Linked DNA regions of Mus musculus: region 1 is linked to region 2. Evidence: chromatin contacts called from public promoter capture Hi-C data. All regions are on one chromosome and are shown on one strand. The core of a region is the stretch at or near the end of the contact, and the rest is flanking DNA. Distances in the headings are between cores, read along the strand shown.

Region 1 (3,615 bases), core at 344-2,843, 2.3 Mb after region 2:
ACCTCTGCCAGCACTGGGCATGAATGTGGTACACAGACACACATGCAGGTAAAACCCTCATACATGTAAGTTAAAAAAATAAAAGACTCGTAGGAGAAAGTGGTCCTGATGTCTATAGGTCCCTGGAGAAAGGAGGAGCCACGCTTCGGGAGAATGGACTCACAGCTGCCCCTTGGGTCACTCACTGGCCTGAACACTCTCCGTGCCAGGCCAAGGTCCAGCTGCTAGAGCCCAGGCCCACAGGACTACAGTCATGTCTGAGTCTGTCCACTCCACCTCCTGACACTGCACCCCACCCAGTCACCCACAGAAAGAGCCCGCTGTCCGGGCGTGAGGGTCAGCTCTGGTCATTTTGATATGACCACAGGTTTCCACACTGAACTTTGTCCCTCCCTCTCTTCAGGGCTGCGTTTATCACAGTGACAGCATCACGGTCTGGTTACTCATCAGTATACCCAGGACTGTTTTCCGATGCTACCTAGGGGACCTGGACATCTCCAGATCCCAACTCCTGGGTGCCTTAGTGGGGCAAAGACCCTGGGCACAGGCGCAAAAAACGGACCTTCCAATCCTGATCTCCTGCAGTCGCCCCTCCCTGTGGTTTTACTGAACCATGGCTCCCTGTCCCAGGGGCCTTGTATTACCCGAGGGCATCATCCCCCGACAGGCGGCCACCCTCTCCTCCACCTACCGCCCCATCCGGATCCCTGACGCCCTGCACTCACCCATGTTGACGAAGCTCATGACCAGGTCGGCACGGCCTAAGTGAGCCTGTGGTGGCCCGCCGTCGTCGTCATCGGTCATGGCGTGGTATAGGTCCAACATGAAGAGGGGCGCGGACGCTGGCTGCCGGGCAGCGGCGGGTTGTGCACGGGGTCGGGGCCGTCCCGGTAGCCCGAGCACCGCCAGGATTTCACGCTGCATGTCGCGGCGCTCGCGCGCTCCCAGGCGACGCTGGGGACAGGTGTGCGGGGGACGCGGACCGTGGCCGCCTCCCAGCGCGCACAGAGCAAGGCCCAATAGCCAGAGTGGCCCGGGACGCATAGCCATCTCGGACTTTCAGCCGGCGCGCATCCACTGGTAGCTGGTCGGGCTCGGGCGCTACGCCCAGACGGGGAGGACCAGACGGCGCACCTGTCGCTGGCAGCTTTACAGCAGCTGCTCACCACGCACTCGGCAGGCGATCGCCGCGTCGGTAGGTCCCTCAGAGCAACGTGGGCTCTCACGGCGCTGACTTGCGAGTGTCCGCAGGAGGACTTTGGTGGCAGCTCAGACCGCCGAGCGCTCTTCCTCGGCCCCGCCCCTTCCCCGACCAGCCAATGGGATCACGGGGGCGGGTCCGAGTGCGGAAAGACGCCTGGGGATGGTCGCACTACTACTTGTGCGCGAAGTGGTGGGAGCCGCCTGGTGCACCCGTAGGTGGGAACGAACGGGCTGAAGAGAGGCCTTTAAGGGTGTCTTGGGTCCCCATCCAGCTTCCGGGGCTCATACCTGGCTACACGAGGAGACATTGGGGCCTCTGAAGCAGGCACCAGGGTGGGATCCTGAGTCCCGGAGCAGCGGTAGGACCCGTAGTGTCTCACCTTCTGCTCTGGAAGTCTCTGCATGCGCCCCTAGTTCCGGCCGTCGGGGCGGGGCGGGTGCCAGCAGTGCAGCGAGGGTGGGGCACACATTCCGTTGCCAGCAGGAACCAGGGCCCAGCCCCCGCTACTCCTCCGCTCCAGACTTCTTCTTCACCCAGCGGTTCCCTTTGTAGATCCAACCCAGGATAGGGCTCTGAGCCTCCTGAAGTAGGGTCACCTTCGCTTATCTCATTTGTGACAACTCCCCAGGGGCTTGCAAGAAAGAGACCTTGCAAAAACTCCCTGACTGGTTCCGCCCCTTTATGCACTCCGGCCTCCCAAGGCGGCTGCCACAGCACTGATACAGACCATAAAGGTGTTGGTGTGGCTCAAGTGGAGCAGCGAAAGAGCTCCGGGAGGCTGGAAGGAATAGAACAGGAAAGACGGAAGTCAGTAGGAGGAAAGCACCCAGCAGAGGGACTGGCTGTGTCAAGACTGGGAGTGTCATAATGACAGGTAACAGGGCTTTCAGACCTATTAGTGTTTACAAGCCACTATAGGCACACAGCTGCCTCTTTTCCTTTTCTTCTTCCTTTTTTTACCCCTCTCTTTCTTTCTTAGCTTACACAAAGCAATTTATTAACAAAATAATTTTTGAGAAATTCTGTTCACAGATCACGATGATCCCCCTTCCTTCAAGTTCTGTCACACGGGATGGGAGTGACAACCTCAACCTGCCTAATCTTCACATTCCTGAACAAACAAGAGCGCTGAGGGTTGACTGGGCTCCAGATCCAGGGGGTCTTGGATCTGTTTCCACCTGCGGTCTGGAGTTTGATACGAGGGCAATGGCGCCCAGCTCCTTGCACCTCTGGTCCATATCGGTAACATCACTGAAGGATGTAAAGATACAGTAGACACCGAATACATTCTGTCCTTCAGCCACTTGAGGTCTAAGACCGATAGCTTGTTTTTTTCCTTCCCCTTGGGAGGTGCTATTTCTGAATGTCTTCTCCAGATTTCTATACCAGCCCTGCCCCGCTCTGAGGTAGGTTCTCACAATGTAGCATTGGCGGACCTGGAACTTGACCTATAGAACAGGCTGGCCTCAAACTCATAGATATGCCTGCCTATCCCTGCCTCTGGGATTATGGCATGTGCTACTGTGCCCCACAAAGGCTTAAAACAAAACAAAACAAACAAACAAACAAACAAAAAACCGGGAAACCTGAGTGCTAAGCACTTTACCTCAGGTCAGCCTTCATGTGGTTGTTTGGAATTGAATTTTTAGGACCTCTACTTGCTCTGGTCAACCCCTCTTGCTCTGGCCAACTCTGCTCTCTCTCTCTCTTTTTTTAAAGATTTATTTATTTATTGTATTTAAGTATACTGTAGCTGTCTTCAGACACCCCAGGAAGGGGCATCAGATCTCATTATGGATGGTTGTGAGCCACCATGTGGTTGCTGAGATTTGAACTCAGGACCTTTGGAAGAGCAGTCAGTGCTCTTAACCACTGAGCCATTTCTCCAGCCCCCAACTCTGCTCTCTTAGTCTCTTCCAGCTCAAAGATTTATTTATCATTATATATAAGTACACTGTAGCTGACTTCAGATGCACCAGAAGAGAGCATCAGATCTCATTACGGATGGTAGTGAGCCACCATGTGGTTGCTGAGATTTGAACTCAGAACCTTGGGAAGAGCAATCAGTGCTCTTACCCGCTGAGCCATCTCACCAGCCCATTTTTCTTTTTTCTTAAATGTGTGCACCTCCTGTGTGCAAGTGTCCTCTGACGCCAGAAGAGGGCGATTGGAATTACAGCCCATTGTGAGCCACCTGATGTTCTGGCAACTAAACCCAGATTTCTCCAGTCTTGTTTCAAAGTTTCAGGTATCAACTCAACCCTTCAAATAAGCATGTGCAGTCTGTCTTTTATCCAACAGGTCAATTTCCATACTGCTTCAAAGCCCCCTTTAAGACACAGAGCTGTAGAATCTCTTATAAGCATCATTTATAGCTTAGGTAGGAAATAGGAGGTGAGACATCCTGTAGG
Region 2 (3,497 bases), core at 636-3,135:
AGGGAGATATAAAGAAAGAAGAAACAGGACTGAATAAACGTGTGCAGAAGGATCCTGCTGTGGCGTCGTTCTTGCTGGCGAGTTGGGGGCGCGCTCAACAGAGTTAGAAATGGTTATAGGCTGATATGTGGGTACTTGGTCCTCTGCAAGTGCAGCTGGTGCTCTTAACCACTGAGCCATCTCCCCGGCTTCATAACATACTTAAGAAAAGGAAATGTGGAGGGTGATTTTTACACGTGTTTATGTGTTTTGTGTATGTGCATGTGCTTATATGTTCACTGCATGTTTGCTGTTGCCCATGGAAGCCAGAAGAGAGCATTGGATTCTATGGAACAGGAGGTACAGGTAGTTGGGAGCCATCTGATGTGGGATGCAAATCCCCAAATTCTACAAAAGTAAGGAGTGCTTTTATCTGTGGAGCCATCTGTCCAGGCCTCCTCCTTGGCCAGGTCACTTGATTTGCTTGTGGTCAAGTTTCCATACTGGAGGCCAGTTGGATACCAAGAGCAAATGATACTGAGGGTCACAGCGCACTGCTGTCACATTAAGCAGCTGCCACCATCAGCTCCTTCAATCTTCAAGCAAATTCTTTAAGATAGGGACCATGTTGTTCCCAGTTACAGAGGAGGAAACTAAGACTTCATTTATGTCATGGAGGTGTCTGTGGTCATAACTGTGGTTAGTGGCTGCATGAGATCCACTGCCCTTAGCCAGTGAGTGGAAGAGAAGGAGAGGAGAAAGGGGCTCTGGACCGAGGTGACCAGACAGGTGGGTTTGGGGTGTTACTGAATAAAGTGGTGGCTGTTTCCATGAACTTGGGAGGTCAGTTGAAAGGGGGTGAGGGAGAAGTCTCTCCCAGTCCAGGAGACAGCAGCATGCAGGTGCCGCTGAGGAGAAAGACAATCGTGTCACTTGGCTGACAGTGGACCTCACACATGCAGGTGGTTCCACACGGTTAGATAGCCCAGGTCCATTTTAGTTTGTGTGACTATGCATTGTGGTGTTTGATAGTCTAAGGGACACTTTTCATAGAACATGTACTCCTCCTTAATATGTAATTGTAGGGATCTGGAGAGATGGCTCCCTGCTGAAGAGCTCGTGCTCTTCTTGCAAAAACCCAGGTTGTTGCCAGCACCCACGTAGGAGCTTACACCTTTCTACAACTCCAGTTCCAAGGATGTCTGGTCCCCCATGGGACAGGGTCATACCTGAGGGCAAAACACTCATTCGCATAGATAAAAACTTGTCTTCAAAGGATATAACTGTACAAGGTCACATGGGGTGGATGCCTGGTGGATGCTTGGGAGAGAAGACGTGAAGGACTGGCATTGCCAAGGGCAGATCCAAATGCTAACAGGATGCCTCAAGGATGGAAGATGTTCGGATCGCACTGGTCGATGGAAGCAGGGAGGCGAGAGGAAAGGGAAATTTAGAGGCCACAGACAACTCTAATGGAATTGATGGTGGAGGGGGAGAGAAGAGGCAGATGGGGAATTCCCGAGGTGGCAGATTCAAGAAAGATGTTGGTGTGTTTTAATATGGCAGGGACCTGATTGTTTGTGGAGAGGACTGAGCCAATTTAGAAAAGATGGAGTTGGTGGAGTCCTGGCCAGGTCTCCAGAACCTGAGATGGTTGAGGCTCTGGAGGATAAAGGACCCAGACAAGCTTGCCCGGGGAAAGGATGGGGCTGAGGGCCAGGAGGAAGGCTTTGATCTTGGAGGCAAGGAGGAAAGGGACTTCGAATGGACTTCTGCTCTTCACACAGAAAGTAGTCCCGTACCCCGAGATGCCCCCGGGACTTCCCAGCTGGGGCGTCTGGTCAAACTCAGAATGCAGACCCAGGGTGGGCACAGAAGATCCGCCCCTGACCGGGCGGAGCTGGACAGTTCCTCCCCACAGTGCTCTCAGGTGACAGGCCTGCAGGTCCCCGCCCCGGCCCGTCTAGCTGCGTTTTCGGGAGATCCAGTCCGAGGCTCCGAAAGCAGCCCCCGCCATCGGTGCTTGGACCCCCGCTCCAGAACCCGCTGTTCGCCATGACCGCCGTGCCCGCGCCCCGCAGCCTGTTCGTTCTCCTCCAGGTGCTGTGGCTCGCCCTGGCTCAGATCGTAAGTCCTGTCACTTCTCTGTCTCCGCCGTCCCTGGTGCAGAGCCTGGGTTTAGGATCCTGGAGTCTTTAGGACCTGTTCTAGTCTGTCCCTAGCCTGAGGGGCAGCTGAGGACAGAGCCGCTGGGGTGATGCATACCCGGCAAACCGCTCGCGGTGAAGGGAGATTGACTAGTCCGGGAACCAGAGGGACCTTGCCTCGGGATGCTTGGCCTTGCCTGGGACAGGCAGCGTCGAGCAGGAGATGGCGCGGGGGCCTGGCAGTGGAGAGAGCCCAGGTGGTGCGGAGACAATGGTGGCTATTCAGTCGACAGCGGAGCCTCCGCCCCCGGAGTCTCCTAAGGGACCCAGGCTCCAGCCAGACTTCCCTGTCGCCCCAATATGTCCGTTTCCTGACTGTGGGCTTCTGCCTCACTTCGCAGGGACAGCTGGGCCCTAGGAAAGAGATGCCCGGTTTAGGACCAAATGGGGATGCTGGGCCCGCTCACCAAGCAGTGCTAGTGTAGGGGTACAGTTCGCCTGTGAGGCGCCAGCCTGGCACATCTTAACCTGGGGAGGGCACCTGGCGCCAGCATCTGGCACGCGTGGACTTCCTGAGTCGGGGCTGGTTCGCTACCTTAGGGAGGATTGGGTGGGAAGAGTCCCAGCTTTCCTTCTTCTCTGAGGTCTCTTTACCTGCACCAGGGACGAGGGAGAGGTGCCAGTTCACCGCTATACCTGTTGTTGGTTAGAAAACAGCAATAGTTCGAACGGCCATCGTTGGCTAGGTGCCATCTTGCACATCATCTGTGATTTGAGCAAATGATGTCTTCATCTATTTCCTATCGTGACAGTGCAAAGACCGTGTGACCCAGGGGAAGAAGCCAGCCAACCTAGGGTGTAATCACGGTTTCAGCATTCACTTGCAGTGATCACGAGCCTTGAGTCTTTTTGTGTTTCCTCACCCTCTGCTTGTCACCCCTAATAGTACCCCCCCCCGAGTTCTGAGTAGTTCATAAAGTAACAGAGCATAATGGCACACAGTGCCTGACACACAGTAGCTGCTCAACAAACTCCCCATGAAGCACCATCTCCTTGGGGAGATGCTGCCCTAGTCACCTTTGCTCTCGGGGTCTCCAGCAGCCCCTGGGAGCCCAGTTCTGCGTACTGTCTGAGGGCTGCACTCTTGTGTATTTTCAGAGAGGTCCACCAGGGGAGCCGGGTCCTCCAGGGCCACCAGGGCCACCAGGAGTGCCTGGTTCAGATGGCATCGACGTGAGTATCTAACTTCAGACTTGAGAGGAAGCAGGGCTATCCACAAAGGAGAACTTTATGAGCGCAGGGGTGGGGATGCCTGGAAGTTTAGCGCCCCCTGTTGCCAGCAGGCGGTGCCTGCAGAGACCACAAGGAGTC

Evidence for each region. Promoter capture Hi-C pulls out the DNA fragments that hold promoters and counts their contacts.
Region 1: a promoter capture Hi-C map of pre-B cells shows a contact between it and region 2, with 4 times the contacts expected there. The contact joins the promoter of Bmp8a here to the promoter of Col9a2 in region 2. A contact is called at or near these places in 2 of 39 promoter capture datasets (hippocampal neurons and pre-B cells).

What each region holds. Positions count from the first base shown.
Region 1 is chr4:123,341,659-123,345,273 of GRCm38.p6, forward strand. Bmp8a (bone morphogenetic protein 8a) reads right to left here and starts at 1,594. Exons shown (of 7, transcript NM_007558.3): 1 at 726-1,594. The coding sequence starts at 1,050.
Region 2 is chr4:121,037,681-121,041,177 of GRCm38.p6, forward strand. Col9a2 (collagen, type IX, alpha 2) reads left to right here and starts at 1,886. Exons shown (of 32, transcript NM_007741.2): 1 at 1,886-2,106; 2 at 3,285-3,359. The coding sequence starts at 2,035.